Regions from separate parts of the Triticum aestivum genome. Here region 2 is linked to region 1. A link is a contact called in public Hi-C data. All regions are on one chromosome and are shown on one strand. Each heading gives the region's core, a stretch centred on a gene start, on an enhancer-like site or on the middle of the called end of the contact. The rest is flanking DNA. Distances are from core to core; before and after follow the strand shown. Region 1 holds the start of LOC123096439 (two-component response regulator-like APRR3). Region 2 holds the start of LOC123096440 (exocyst complex component EXO70A1).

What was found. A called contact is a pair of places that touch in the nucleus more often than the background predicts.
Region 2: a Hi-C map of leaf shows a contact between it and region 1, with 4 times the contacts expected there. The contact joins the promoter of LOC123096440 here to the promoter of LOC123096439 in region 1. A contact is called at or near these places in 2 of 5 Hi-C or Micro-C datasets (both in leaf) and 1 of 1 datasets of contacts at active chromatin or transcription factors (leaf).

The regions. Positions count from the first base shown.
Region 1 is chr4D:93,793,298-93,795,997 of IWGSC CS RefSeq v2.1, reverse strand. LOC123096439 (two-component response regulator-like APRR3) reads left to right here and starts at 1,251. Exons shown (of 8, transcript XM_044518184.1): 1 at 1,251-1,543; 2 at 1,653-1,814. The coding sequence starts at 1,357.
Region 2 is chr4D:93,940,247-93,942,946 of IWGSC CS RefSeq v2.1, reverse strand. LOC123096440 (exocyst complex component EXO70A1) reads right to left here and starts at 1,376. Exons shown (of 12, transcript XM_044518185.1): 1 at 888-1,376; 2 at 693-788; 3 at 1-131. The coding sequence starts at 1,055.

The sequences.
Region 1 (2,700 bases), core at 2-2,501:
CACATAAACACGCGAATAAAACTATTTTTATTCATGCTGTACCAAATCATAGCGGTGTCAATGTAAGAATAAAAAGGCGATGAAATACGAGGGCATGATTCATCTGTCTCATAGAGCACACAAGCATACACGAGCAAGGTTTATATGTATTTAGTGAGATATTTTATATTTATAACTCGTCTCAAAGCGCCAATTTAGTGATTTGCGATGAAGACGAGGCCAAGTGGCATGTGCATATAGACCTGGTTCAATCGTGGTAAGTGGATTTAAAATGTCATATCTCCATTTTCCTAAGCTAATTTATTAGGAATATTGAAATAACTAGAGCAACGGGGAGGAGCCGCACAATTAAGAAGAAGAAGGTGTGGGACATCAAGTTTTAATCCATAAAATAACTTCCACCCCACATGATTCAAACTTGGGTCTGCCAAGGTGCACAACCGCGCTCTTGCCACTGAACCTAGATGCCCATCCACACCGAAATAACCTCTCGGGTTGATTTTCTTCACGTGGCGTGGCGAGTTTTTTCTGTGGTGTGGAGTTGTGTAGCTAATTCATCGTGCAAATAGAAACCACGTTTCCCGCTTGATGTAAAGGAACTCATATGGAGTTGGATCACATCACAAAATGGGGCGTATTCATATGGAGTTGGATCACATCACAAAATGGGGCAATTCATATGGAGTTGGATCACATCACAAAATGGGGCAATTCATGTCTCTGAGCATGAAAACTGAAATATTGGAAACCAGAATTAAAGAGGATAATGTGGCTGCTCAAAATTTCAGCTCAACTTTATTTACGTATAAAAAACCGGCCGGCCAACTGTAGCCCACGTAGTTCTTCGAGGACTTGTCCGTAAAGAAACCAGGCACCGTCTGTCATGTATGGATGGATGACACTCCTAGTAGATCTTTCCTTTTTATTTTTTTAAGTCGTGATCTTTCCACCGTTCCTCGTGCCCAGCTGTCTGTTCTCCTTCGATGGCACTTTCCACAAGTGGCGTCCGAGACCAGCCAGCAGCCACTAAAATACTCGGGCAAAAACGAGAGGCCACCAGCTCCCGGCGAAATATCCCCGTGAAAAAACCAAAATCGCACCAGAAATATCACGCCCGAAACACTTCAGGTTTCACCCACACGACACTCCACCCCAGAAAAGCACCCCAACCGAAAACAAACCGGAGCAGTGGAGGAGGGGAGGGAAAAATATCTGCCGGCGCTCGTGGGTATTATCTGGCCCATTTCCACCCGTCCCTTCGATCCTCTCCCCCCCCCCCCCCCCGCGTGACGTGGCACGCCGGGCTGCAGATATTTTCATCCGTTCCCCCCTCCCACGACGGACGGCGACGAGGAGATGTCCCCCGACGCCGACGCCGGTGAGCCGGCGGCCGCGGCGGCGGGGGCCGGAGGAGGGGCGGCGCGCGGGGTGATCCGCTGGGACGAGATCCTGCCGCGCCGCTCGCTCCGGGTGCTCCTCGTCGAGCACGACGACTCCACCCGCCAGGTCGTCACCGCGCTCCTCCGCAAGTGCGGGTACCGCGGTGAGCCAGCCTTCCTTCTTCTAGCTTAGACGCGCTCGCGCTCGCGCGGCCAGCCGATTTTCCTGCTGCTGAATTGGGCTCTGTGTTTCTTCTCGGGAGGTGACGCCAGTGGCGGCGGTGGCGGACGGGATGAAGGCGTGGGAGGTCATGCGGGGCCGCGCGTACGCCTTCGACCTCGTGCTCACGGAGGTCAACATGCCCACGCTCTCCGGAATCGACCTGCTCTCCAGGATCGTCGCGGCAGACGAGTGCAAGAACATCCCCGTTATAAGTAAGACGCCGGTGTCCGACTAACGCTTCATATCAGCTTGAATTATCATCAGCGGCGTAAGGGTCAGGACGATCTGGCAAACATACTCGATTTCGCTATCTAGCAGCTACTTTAAGCAGGGGATTCAGCTATTTTTATATGCTAATTGCTTAACTGTGTAGGCTGGTTTTTGTGTGTGTCTATGGTCATACTGCTCCTGGATAATCGGAACTAAATTCAAATGGATTTGGCGATCTGCTTTAGTTCCGTGTCGGCTACCTCTAGTCAGTGTCTGTCTCTGCACTCAGTTGTAACTGAATTACCGTTGTCGTTGTCGTTGTCGGATTCTGCTCGAGTATCGCTATGGGTATGCTCCACGTGTCGTGTTTCTGAATCTTTTTAACAGATTTGTCTTGTGCGGTATCTCTTGATAAATAAATTGGCAGCTTAATTTTTGTGCAATTTAGGGGATCAGAGCAAGTTTTTTGGCAGAATGACAATGGTAGTTATGAGTACTTTTTAAGCGAATTGTCGTTAAAAATATGTTTGATTGGGATTGAAGGTCTAACTTTACATGGGTACACCTTTAATAGGTAAATGGATATTTTAAGGTCCTAATTAGGTACCCCCTCCGATCCATAATAAGTGTCGTGGTTTTACTTCAAATTTGAACTAAAACCATGACACTTATTATGGATCGGAGGGAGTAGCTTAATTGAGGAACCATACTATTTCATAATGTGCGCAACTGCCTATAAATGGATATTTTTTAATGCTAATTGCTTAATTGTGGTTGGCTGATTTTCTTTTGTTGTCTATATGGTTACATATGGTACTGCTCCTGGTTAATTGGAGCTAAATTCATATGGATTTGGCGATCTGCTTTAGTCCCGTGTCGGCTACCTCT
Region 2 (2,700 bases), core at 127-2,626, 150 kb before region 1:
TTCAGAATTCCTTCACTGCTTCTGAAGTTCTTATTCGAGGAAAAGAAGCGGGAGATTCCTTTCAGCGTATCCACTGCCTCCAAGTAGCTCTCCAAATCCTCATGGGGACCTCTTAATATCGTTGCCTCGGCCTAAAGTTTGAAGGCAATGTTTACACAAAGTTAGTAAGTTCCCAAAAATCAAAGCCTTTTGCAAACAATCATGTTCGCAATGAGCTCAGATAGCTATCATTTCCATTCCTTCTCTTTCTGCGAGAAATCGCTGCCATTTTCACATAACAAGATGATCTTAGAAATGACAACTCTTGATAAGAGATGAAACAATCATCTACAGTGACCCAAATTAATGTGACCTAAAAGTACCAAACTATATCACTCACTGGATCTTCCAAATCCAAAGAACAAAAATGTACGAATGGTATTATCTTGTTTAGGAATAAAAGAAAACCATGTTTGTTTCAATGACGGCGGTGATGATTGAATTTAACATGGTAGTTTATATACCCCACAAAACGCATATTAAATACCGCAACAAATTTTAATCATTGCAGCCACCAGGCGCTCATTGGGCACATTTCAGTTCCCGAAAGATCCATAAGACGTCTTCCAACAAAAAAGATTGTAGCAAATTGACCACCACACACATCCAGGTAAAATGTTTGAAAATTTTGCGGCGGGTCGATGTTCATGTACCCGACGGGTGAGGTCGAACTGGGCGAGGATGGCTTCGCCGGCCTTGAGCGTCTTGTCGATGTTCTCGTGCGCCATCCGGATCGCATGCGTCCTCACCTGCATTTCATTTCCCCCCAAGAGAAAAGCGAACCACGTCAGTCGAGTGGATGCGAATCAAACGGGGATGAGTGGAATGTGAAGGAGGGGAAGCGGGACCTGGGTGGGGCGCATGGCGGCCTCGAGCGCGGAGAGGCGGTGGTCGAAGGAGCCGAGGATGGCGACCATGCCGTCCGTGTTCCCCTGGCTCTTGTGCAGCGAGTCGCGCAGCATGGTCGCCCGCCGCGTCAGCGCGTCCATCGTCCGAGGAAGCGCCGACACCGCCATCTTCCCTCCCCGAAGCCTCCCCCTCCTCGCGGATCACGCGGTGCGTCCCTCCGCGCTCCGAGGCCTGCCGGCCTGGGAGATCTCGAGCGGGAGACGGGGAATGCGTGCGCTTCGAGAAGGGGGGTCCCCCGAGCGCGCGCCGTCCCCGGGAGAGATCCTTCTGGAAGCCTCTGGAAGGGCCGCGGGGGCTTTGCGGTTGGCGGGAACGGTGGAGAGGCGCGATTCGGTGGGTGGGGTCGTCGGCGACGCGACGACGTGGTTGTGTCGCCGCGGGGAGGAGGAGGAGAAGAATGGTTCGAACGCCTCCCTCCGCTCCGAGATTCGGGCGTGTGTTTGACCTGGACCACGCGGACGGCGGGGATGGGCTCGGCGCACGGAGTGGGTCCAGGGAGTGGTGGTTAGCGGACGCGCCGAGAGCCGTGGCGGTGTGGACCGAGTCCAGTCCACGGCGCGCGCTCCTTATCCCGTGCTGGATTTCATCCTTGGCTGGCCGCTACGGTAGTATTCCAAAATGGAACATCGTGATTTGAATATTACTCCCTCCATCCCATACTCTTATATTTTGGAACAGAAGGAGTATCATTTTGCAGCAGGCTGCTCCACTCTGGACGGGACTTGCCTGCTCCCCCGGTCGTGCTCCCATCTATGCTCCGATTGAATCCAACGACGCACAGCCCGCGGCCTCTGTTTCCCCCGAAAGAAAAAACCAGCCCCGTTGCGGGCGTTGCCCCACCTCTCCATCCGTTTTTCTCTAATAAAAAACCAAGAAAATACCAGGCGACCCATAAATTGGCAACACCGATCGATTGGGAGAAATCAGAAGCGCCTCTTCTACATGCTCTTCCGATGTGGAATAAATTAGAAGCCTTGGCCGGAGTTGGCTGGAGAGTTGCACCACGACTGATGGAACCTTTATTGCGTAGGGAGATCGGTGTGGTCTTGTGTGTCGCAGCGCTGCGCTTGAGGATAGATGGAAGGGGACGACGGACATGTACAGGACACAGATGTTGGGGTTTTAGGCGGCCCGGCAGTGCAAGGAAGATGGCGGCCAACTTCGACAACTCCGGCAAGCAGTATACCAGCAGCTACGGCGCACGGAGCAGCTTGTGCCACGCGGGTATGACGCAGACCTACGCACGGCGGTTGGACCGGCAGCCTCCCTAACACCTGCTCCGGGGACGAAGACGACGTGCACGCCGTGTTACCTGCTGCGGCGGCGCGAGGGCATAGCAGGGCGAACACCTCCCAGTCCGGTAGAAGCACGACCTCCCTGTTGTCCGTAGTCAAGCGGTCGCTGGCGACTAGTGTGACGATGGTGGTGATCAAAAAGACAAAACCGAGGCGGAGGGGCAACTGGCCTGGCCGTATGAACTGCATCGGCGTGCTCACTTCTGGGCTGCTGGGACAATCTTCCCTGAACCATCGGATAAGCAGCGCTATCGGGTCCAGGGAGATGCATGAAGCACGAGCCGTCTGGTTCTTGCTTCCTCTTTTTCTTTCTATCGTTATTGCAGTTTAATTTAGGGGAAACGGATGGAGCGATGGTTGGTTTTTTCGTCTCGAAGGAAACGAAGTCGGCATGCTGTGCGCCGTTGGATTTGCTGGGAGCACGGATGGGAGTACGACTCGGGAGCAGGCAAGCCCT